Regions from separate parts of the Pan troglodytes genome. Here region 2 is linked to region 1. A link is a contact called in public Hi-C data. All regions are on one chromosome and are shown on one strand. The core of a region is the stretch at or near the end of the contact, and the rest is flanking DNA. Distances in the headings are between cores, read along the strand shown.

What was found. A called contact is a pair of places that touch in the nucleus more often than the background predicts.
Region 2: a contact with region 1 is called in a Hi-C map of stem cell-derived neural progenitor cells, with 5 times the contacts expected there. The contact joins two enhancer-like sites. A contact is called at or near these places in 2 of 7 Hi-C or Micro-C datasets (blood and stem cell-derived neural progenitor cells).

What each region holds. Positions count from the first base shown.
Region 1 is chr5:22,287,408-22,292,539 of NHGRI_mPanTro3-v2.0_pri, forward strand. No RefSeq gene overlaps it. Among named protein-coding and RNA genes, the nearest start is that of ATXN1, 3.0 kb to the left of the region's middle. Within about 2 kb of position 3,119, at least 13 of the 24 cell types and tissues checked have an H3K27ac peak or open chromatin away from gene starts, as enhancers often do. A contact at or near this core is called in stem cell-derived neural progenitor cells, where this site is marked.
Region 2 is chr5:22,476,385-22,481,516 of NHGRI_mPanTro3-v2.0_pri, forward strand. It overlaps LOC134810274 (a long non-coding RNA gene), which reads right to left. Exons shown (of 4, transcript XR_010157917.1): 3 at 4,911-4,972. Among named protein-coding and RNA genes, the nearest start is that of ATXN1, 190 kb to the left of the region's middle. Within about 2 kb of position 2,272, at least 4 of the 24 cell types and tissues checked have an H3K27ac peak or open chromatin away from gene starts, as enhancers often do. A contact at or near this core is called in stem cell-derived neural progenitor cells, where this site is marked.

The DNA of each region.
Region 1 (5,132 bases), core at 1,869-4,368:
TAGCTGGCACACGGCTGTAGTCCCAGCTACTTGAGAGGCTGAGGCAGGAGAATTGCTTGAACCCGGGAGGCAGAGGTTGCAGTGAGCCGAGATTGCACCATTGTACTCCAGCCTGGGCGACAGAGCGACACTCTGTCTCCAAAAACGAAACAAAACAACAACAACAACAACAACAACAACACTAGCCGTGGCAGCTGCACATCATAAAGGAAGATTATGAAGACACTGGGCAAGTGAACACTCTAACACATATATTTTTTAATGGAGTTAACAACTCCCCTAAGATGTTCTCAATACCCTCTCTCCTGTTTTTTTTTCTCCTTTTCTTCTTAAAGGGCAGATGATGCAGTTCTCAAATTTCCTTTTCAGAAATGTTGGTTCCATTTCTCACCTCTCCTTTGCCTGGCTGGAACATAAAATGAAGCCCTTGGAGAGCATGATACCAGCTGGACCCTGCCCTCAGAGCCAGGCACTGAGAAAAAGCAGGTTAGCAGTGAAAGTCCAGAATAGTCCTTGCACTCGATTTCTGAATCTTCATCTGCCAGAGCCACTACTCTCCAAGATTCCCCTTAGCTCTGGGTCCACACTGGACCTACGATTTCCTCTCCCTAATACACACACACACAAACACACACACACACGCCAACTCAGCAGAGGCCGCCAGAAATAATCCTGTTCTCTGCAAGTTTCAAAAGAATTCCCAGTACAGCCACTCATATGATGACAGAGTGAGACTGTTAAAAACCGAATTTGATTATGGTTAAAAAACCCAAATACCATACAAAAATAGGGCCTGTGCACTGAATGTTTTCTTAGTGGGTTACATGCTTGGTTTGTCCATCTCTCTCTTCCTTTTCAAGTTGTCGTTGAAGTTCCCCTTCACACCGTCCCCTTTCTCATTGGAAAGTAACAACTCGCCATTAACACTAGAGACGACAGCTCTTTCAGACAAATCAGATCAGTGTGTTCAAACCTGGACATACAAATGGTGACCCTGGAGCCAGTTCTTATGGACAAGTATCTCAGTCTCTTACTAACCACCGAAGTCTGAGTTACTGCTGCTGTGTGGGCAAACCAATGCCCAACAGACAAGAGGCCAAATATCAGTGGAACTGACATGACGCAGGCTAGCAAGCAGCGGATGTGATTGCTTCCACAGGTAGCAGCTGTAGGTGTGCACAGTGCAACATGCTGTGATTCTGAGAGCTGTGGGATTGGGCTTTGGGAATTCCACACCCTTGGGTTTTGGTATCTCACATCCAGACCCTCTTTTCAATGATCTGATTTTTTCTTTCTTTCTTTCTTTGGAGAGATGGGGTCTTGCTATGTTAACCAGGCTGGTCTTGAACTCCTGGCCTCAAGAAATCCTCCTTCCTTGGCCTCCCAAAGTGCTAGGATTCCAGGCATGAGCCACTGTGTCTAGCCAATGATCCGATTTTAAAACAAACACAATAAAGTAGCGGCCTTCAGCATTCAATCCTTGTCCATGTTGGAGCAACACTGAAATCCCTACTGAAACACAACCCCCTTTCTCTACTCTGCCCCCTAATTTGTAACTATTTTTTAGAGGGGGCAATGATTTTTTTCCTTCCTTCCTTTTTTTTTTTTTTTTTTTTTTTTGAAAAGGTCTTGCTTCGTTGCTCAGACTGAAGTGCAGTGGCATGATCTCGGCTTGCTGCAACCTGTGCCTCCTGGGCTCAAGTGATCCTCCCACCTCAGCCTCCCAGGTAGCTGGGACTACAGGTGCACGCCACCACACCGGGCTAATTTTTGTACTTTTTGTAGAGGTGGGGTTTTGCCATGTTGGCCAGGCTGGTCTTGAACAGGCCTCAGTGATCCACCCACCTTGGCCTCCCGGTGCTGGGATTACAGGCATGAGCCACTGCAGCCAGCTTGGAAGGGGCAATGATTTAATGGCCCTTGTTGGTTTTGCTCCAACATCACCAATGAACATCATAATGAAATGACAAATGATACAACAGAAAGTTCTCAATCCTTAATGATTTTGATCAGATATCTAGGAAGGTGCAGGTTTAGAAATTTGGTGTCTCGATATCAAAGGACATTTCAGTAAGAATAGAATTTCTCATATGACAAGAGAGGCGCCTAAAGACTGGGACGGAAATGAAAACTAAGGTTAAAAAAACCCTAAAACACTTATGCTGAAGAAATGAAATGTTGAAGGAGTAATGTCACTTATTTACTCTTGCAACCCAGGTGTTTTTTTTTGAGATGGAGTCTCACTCTGTCGCCCAGGCTGGAGGGCAATGTGCCAATCTCGGCTCACTGCAACCTCCGCCTCCCGGGTTCAAGCGATTCTCCTGCCTCAGCCTCCTGAGTAGCTGGGATTATAGGCGCCTGCCACTATGCCTGGCTAATTTTTGTATTTTTAGTAGAGACGGAGTTTCACCATGTTGGCCAGGCTGGTCTCGAACTCCTGACCTCAAATGATCCACCAGCCTCGACCTCCCGAAGTGCTGGGATTACAGGCGTGAGCCACTGCGCCCTGCAAACCTAGGGTTTTTGTTAAGTGTCAAATAACTGTGTTCTGTACAGCCTTCCCTTGTAAAAAGAAGTTCTAATAATGAACTTTTATCTTTAAGTTTCAAGACTCACTCTTAAGAAAGGGAATGCCAAACGCTCCCACATTTCCATACCAACGAGCAAGGAAAACTCCTGCGTGAGACCTACTCAGAGAGAACCAGTCCATGCGCCCCCTGCTGGCCCTCCTGCAGCACTGATCCAATAAAACCCCACAGGGTTTCATGAGGGATATTTATGCAAGAGTGATGTGTCAGAATGCAAAATGAGAACATTTGCATATAGTAGGCCCAGCCAGTAAGGGAATAGGTTAATTAGCCCAAGGCAGCACTAGGGAAGAAAAAGCAGCGGCATAAAAGTCCTTTCAAAGCCAAGTAAAATGTCAAACACATTCAGGAAGGGTCTATTAGCAATGCAAATGTAACATTGCCTGTACAATTGAATGCACAATACACAAAACTAGAAAACTCCTCTGAAGGTACTTCTTTAGGAAGCCAGCTTTCGTAAATCTGAAAAAGAATGCTGACTTGGTTCTCAGTAGTGCTCAGGTTTAATTATACTGTTTATTTGAGAGACATCGGCTTAGTCAGCCCTGAAGACTCACTGGACTGGTCTTCTGCGAAATGATTGCTAAGACATATTGGCCTTAACACACAAATCCGAATTTATTCTTCTGAAAACTTATCCATTGATAAACAGCATCTTTTCCAGAGATTGCCAATGAGAAATCAAGGACACAATGATTAAGACAGCAGTTGCAGCGAGCTGGGGCCAAACCGATAAAAATTTCCACCCATCCTCCTCCTACATTTAGGGCTATTTACCAGTGCAGCACGGAGCAGACAGGGCTCCCTAACGCTGAGGTATGTGTCCCTTCTCTGGGCCCCGTAAGCTTTCAGTACTGATAAGGGGAAACCCACGGGTAGAGATTGGGTCTTGCTGTATTTTCAATGAACCACCAGAGGGCGCCCCAGGATGGCACCACATTCCTGGTCTATCGGGTGATCATGGGACGAAACAACAAAGAAGTAACTTATGAAGGTGGAAAAGTAGATTTGGAAAATAAGGAAGAGAGAAAAAGAAACGAAAGAAGAAAAAAGAAAAAAGGAGAATGGGATTTCTGCTCTTAGAGTCTCTAGTTGCAGACAACTGGCCTCTGGGTCCTGAATCGCCCTCCCAGGGGCCCCCCGAGGAGTTTATCTCTGGAAGCACCTGCCACAACAAAAAGATTTCTTCCAAACATGGGGCCATGCACAATTATATCAATGCCAAATTACCAGAGAGCCACATATGCAGATCGCACTGTTTAAACATTCCTATTGGAAAAGGGAAATCGGAGGGAGAGCTAATAGATGAATCAAGACAAATGTATTTAGAGTTTGCTACCTATGGTTTGCCTGATAATCACTGTTCTGAATACATTCATCTTAAGCCGCTTTAGAGCTACATTAACTATCTCTCTATCATAATTTCTAAATTTAGCCCAGTGGTATAAGGCTTTGCTAGTCGAAGTGTGGTCCTCCGACCCGTGACATCAGCATCCTCTGCAAGTTTGCTGGAAATGCAGACTCTCAGGCCCCACCCAGTCCTGCATTTTAACAAGATATCCAGATGATTCTATGCACAGTAAGGTTTGAGAAACCCTCGTAGCTATCCGATTAAATTTTCTACTGCTAAACTCTTAAGCAAATTAAACATCTCTAGCCTCTTCCTAATGGAGCAGGCACTGGGAAACCAAACTAGGTGTTGTACGTAAACACAGAGTTGATGGAGCCTCGGAGATAAACATCTAATATTTAGGTGATGCTCCACTGCTTCCTCTGGGGTCACCTAAACCTAATACGGCTGCAAATAACAAATGCCGCTTTTCTTCTGGTTCTTTACACAACTGCAGAGAAATATACTTTAAAAAGGCTATTATCATAAATTTTATACACAACTCAATCATTCCCAGGAAGAAAAATGAAATTTAACAAAGGAAGCTCCACACTTCTTTCTTTGCTATAATTTCATTTTGAGAAATTTTTTGCTATTACCATGGATTCAGACTGCTTGGGAAGTGATAGGAAAATGAGATGCTTCTGTGCTAGGGATGTGGGGAATATATGCCCACTGACTGCAAGTCCAGTAAATAGCAGCCAACTGCTCAGAATGGAAGATGCTCTTAGAATTTGATATATAAACTCCTAAAAATACATCTTAAACCTAGGGCAAGAAAACGGGTTGCTTTTCCTACACCCCCAATCCTGTGTTTCTCAGTTTGAATGAACCCATGGCTGCCTGGCCTGTATGTCTATGGACAAACAGGGCACGGCTTCAGCTTTAAAGAAGAGGAAGAGCAGGCTGATGAGCTTGTGCCAGGACTGGAAAAACTATGTATGCGAACACTGAAGAGGGCAGAATAGCTGGGTGTGAGGACAGAGGTTACTTGGGCATGTCAAGGATTCTCAAAGTGCTGACTCACCAATCTCCTTCCAGCTTTATTACATCACTAAACTGGAAGGCCTGTGTGGTGCACTGGCAGAAAGCACTTCATTTTGGCCAAGCATTAAAAACAGGTCCAAACCCGACATGCTTGGAGTATCTAGAAT
Region 2 (5,132 bases), core at 1,022-3,521, 190 kb after region 1:
GGTATGTAGGTGCACACACATGCACACAAAGATACACACATGCACACTCACCTACATGAGAGCACACACATGCACACATGCCAACTACTGCCAACTGATGAGCTACATACAGAGCAAGAAGAGACCACAATTGCTTAACTAGCTCCTGCAGGCTTGCCAGACAAGACAGGGCACCAGGGATGTCCAGGTAATTAAAGAGTGTGAGCAGAGGCATCAAACAACATCTATGTGTTTATTCATTCAACAAATATTGATCAAATGCCTCCTATGTGCTTGGCACGGTTTTAAATACTGAGATACATGCAGTCCATGAGACCGACAAGGCTTTTGCTTTCACTGAGCTAACATTCTAATAGAGGAGACTAACAATAAACCAGCAGTCGGATGCAGAAGCCCAAGCGCCACGAAGAAAACACAACAGGTAAGAAGGCTTGAGTGAGCTGGGGGCGGGTAGGCCTGATGGGGTGCACGGAACAGAAATATGGCCAGAGCAGGAAGGAAACGCCACGCCCCACCCCAGCTTTCTATGGGGGAGGATTTCCCTTATGCCCTCTGACCTCTTGCTCCAACCTTTTCTTCCCCAAGGGTGTGGAATGAGTAACCCGGCTGGGGCTAAAGCCAACGTGGCCTATGCCCCCTCCTTGGATAGGGTGAATCTATATAATTTTGAGCAGGGTTAGCAGGGATTTGGGCCTCTTTCTCCTTCCCTCTTCACACAGACAGGTGCCTGTAGACTCAAAACTTTCCTGCAGGTGGCCTGCGACCAGGCTAGACTGGGGAACAGGCAGGTGGCAAGTTAGCTCATTGCCCTCAGTCACATAGTTGCATTCTGGCCCCCGTCTGCCTCAATACTCTTGTCTTATTTCTCAGTGGGCTCAGAACTTGGGACGGGAAGAGAACTCTTGTAAGATAAAAGTTTCCATAAGATAAAAACCTTCCCTCCCCTAAACAGACCTCAAAACCAAATTAGGAATCACTATCCTAATCTATCAAACCTAATCTATCTGTCATCTTAATGGAAAAATCCCTCAAATCTCTTACTTAATAGTCCAAAACACTAGACTGAGAAGTCTGGTCCCAAAGACAAATTCAATACAGTGAATATTGGGAGTGAGGTGGGAAAAAGGATTATTTTGGTGCCAGTATAAAACCCAGGGGTATATGCTATGGTCAGTAGCCAGAAAGAGGAAGATGAGGAAATGTGAAGCCTTGAGATATTCTTACCTTGTGACTTTATATCTGCATTAAAAAAACCACATTAGGAAAATAATTTCTTGAGTTTATCTTTTCTTTGAAGAACTGAACAACATTTTCAATATATTTACACACTTGCCTCACAATTTCCTTGGGAGATGGAGTGAGAATATAACGTTGTCATGAACAAATATTAATGTCATGGTTACTATCTGCAGAACTCAGTTGTGAGCATTAGAGAAATTTTTTTAAGAGGAAGAAGAAGATACATGGTTCGTATCCTTGAAGGGCTTAGCCTCGACCTAGAAAACACTCAGGCCCCCAAAGCAATATATATGAAAAAAGGAAATACAAGAGCAATGTCAAATGGATGGTAAAGATTTTTAAAAATGCTTCAGGAGTTCAGAGGGGAAAAAAAGTATCTGTTGAAACTAGGAGTTCTTACAATTCTTTCATCAAGGATTATATAGATGAGGAAACATTAGAGAAATGTGAAAGCCCCAACCACACATCAGTAGAGAAACTGCAATTAGAAACTGCCTCTCTGGTAAGAGCTCCCAGAAGATGAGAAATGGGTATTGCATTTCTTTGTGCAGTCCTACTGGGCCTGGCATTGCAGGCTCCACTGGTAGGTGTCTCCTCAATCTGCAGCATATTAAATGAGCACTCTGTTTCCCTGGATTTCACATTGCTCCATGTCACTACCCACACATTTCAGCCAGGAGCAGCTGACCACGATGCCCAGGAAGTACCCTCCCCACCAGGTCATTCTGACAGAGCCACTGTGCCACACACAGGGAGGATGAAAAGCACAGACTCTCCACCTCCTTTCAATTGCTAAGACAGGCAGGTGCTGCCAACCCTGCTGACCCATTCAGAGGCCTGCAGAACACTCCTACAGGCATTGCCTTGTCTCTCATCAAGTTCCAAGATGGACCGAGACAGGAGGCAAGTGTTAATAGCAAGAGCAGATAGTAACCATTACGAAAACCACATTCTCCGCATATCACAGGCCCCAGGAGGGGAAAGGCAAGAGAGGATAAGGTGGGAAATAAAAGAGGGTATCAGGGCTGCCCTCATCCTGCCCAGGATACACTGGCTGTCACAGTCATTATATGTTTTCTGGCAGCACAGTCACGTAGCTATGGAACCAATGCATGTCATTGCCACCTGGCCTCTAGCAAATAAAATCACAGCGCTGGCAAGAGCATTTCCCTGGATTTCCCTTAAAGAGATACCATTGATGGTGAGTGCTGTTTGAGCTTAGAAACAACAGCAGCATTGTTCCCAAGACCCAACCCCATTGCATACTATGAAACTGAGCCCAGGGACTCACGTTTTACAAGGTATATACGCATGTGGGGGCCAGCTTCTGAGCTTCTTTTTAGGAAGAAAAATACTCGTGGCTTCTATCTGTGTTTAGTTTCTTCTCATTTGGTAAATAAAAGCAAACGGCTTCTAATATTTTGGATAATAATTTGATGCCCTCTTGAATGTCAACATCAAAGTGCTCATGACCCCAGAAGGAAACCAAAGTAGCCACAAGTGGTCTACATGGGTTCAGGCAGTCCTTCTTTCATTCCTTCACCATTTCTTGCCTCAGACCCTTCTCTACCAGTTTATTCTTTACCCAAAGAATCCTATGATGTAAGCATGGAAATGGACATTTATTCGCTTTCTCAAGGGCCTTAATTGCCCCCTTCTTTTAGTCTAATTAATCTCTTGACTCTAAAGAGAACTTTACAGTCCCCAGAGAGCAACAGGTGTCAGTGACCCACATTGTACTGTGGTGTGCTCTGAGAATAAACCTTTTGGGCTTTTCTCAGATAAGACAGGAAAATGGAAACCTTCACAGTTCTAATGAATGCTAACTCGTGTAGACCCAGCTCTGTGGACAGGAGCAATCAATATTAGGGTAACTCAGCAGATGATCCCTCACAAATCAGCAATCTATGTTCTACATTCCATTCAGTATGTTGGTAGACACCAATTATGTCTGTATGTACATAAGGAGATGATCAAGTTCCGCAATAATGACTCTAGTTAGGGAAGAAGACAAAGTGATTAAGTTGACAAGTTGGATAAAATAATAAACACAAGCTCTTAATACTACCCTTTGACCACTCCCTAGGTGAGATGAAATGTTTTGGAAATAAGTGCACTTAGTTCACCAACCTAAATGAACACAATTCGAAGCCAGATTTAACCTAGGATGTCTAAAAACAAACAAACAAACAAACAAACCACACACACAGTCAAGTTTACCTTCTGGGATTCTAACTGAGAATCATATTCTTAACTTCTCTCCATCTTATTGCACAACTGCTCTCTTATGTAAAAACCAACATAACTTTAAAAAAACAAATAAATGGGGCCGGGCGCGGTGGCTCACGCCTGTAATCCCAGCACTTTGGGAGGCCGAGGCGGATCACGAGATCAGGAGATGGAGACCATCCTTGATAACACAGTGAAACCCATCTCTACTAAAAATACAAAAAATTAGCCAGGCATGGTGGCAGGCACCTGTAGTCCCAGCTACTCGGGAGGCTGAGGCAGGAGAATGGCGTGAACCTGGGAGGCGGAGCTTGCAGTGAGCCGAGATCGTGCCACTGCACTCCAGCCTGGGCGACAGAGGGAGATCCGTCTCAAAGTAAATAAATAAACAAATAAAATAAAAGAATAAATGTTTCTCAAAAGTCTCTATGAAGGTCAGATTTGTACTTCAATATAGGAACCCCGTTAGCCATTCTTCTGCAGGTGCAGACAACCGCGAGTCGGGTGTGTGAGTCTGCAGCTGGACCGCACACACCTGCAGGTGTACCATGACTTCTAGCTGCAAAGCAGATGTACCACCAAGTCTCAGCACATGACAACGTGGCATTGCAGATGCAGTGGTTTGGAAAGGGCGCAGAAGAAAATAAGCTTTCTCAGATGACGTCCATAACAGAAGTGTTCTGGGTGCACTCACTCTGCCAACCCCTTTACTTAGTAGCCAACTAGGATTATGAGAAAGTCAAATAGTCTATCAGCATCAGTCTTGACCCTTGCCTTAGGGGTGATCATTATTAGATTACCAAGACCACATTAAGTTAAACTACCTATAACTCTATAGCCTCAAAAAGAATCTGCAGATTCCAAAACCAGACTTGTGCAGGGCAAACATCATGCAGCTAGGAGCCAAACACACCAGTATCAAAATCCTAGCTCTGCTACTCTCCATGAAGCCCCATAAAGGTGATGTGAGCCTCTGGGCCTCAGATGCCTCATCTGTACATAGGGCCTTTGCCAGACAAGCTCTCAGGTCTCATCTGGTGCTCATATCCTGTTATTCTTGGTCATGGAATTCAAGAGACATCACAGTCACTTGAAACTGGATGGTTCCCCCTTGCCTACAGCTGTATCTCTGTGCACCAGTTGCTGAGGGAAAGAAACTTCCTTTCTGCGAGCTGGACAAGGTAATAGCAACGATGATGACCTCGCACGAGGCAAAGCATGTGAACGGCAAAAAGAAATCGCAGAAAAATCTACAAGGGAAACCATCCTCTCCAAAGGACCCAGTGATGAGGAGAGTCGAAGAACAGGAAAAATACCTTGGTTCCAAGCAGGAGAAAACTAGAGAGTGCATGCTGTCACACACTTTTTCTTGGTGCATCATAGTAATTGGATAATATTTTGATGTGGGTAAAAATACATGAAAGATTCAAAGGATCACTCACCCTATGAAAACAGCACGTCGATTTCTTTCTCACGAAGAAAATGGTCTAATTTCTTTGGAAAACTGGAATAGAAAAAAAGATTTTTTAAAAAAATTAATAACTCCATTCTCTAAATCAGTCCAAATGAGCAGGCCTAGAGGTGATAAGAAATTCCAGCCCCTAGCACTTTGGCCTTTATTAGGTGCACAATAAATGTCTGAAGAACAATAGATGCGTGATTAT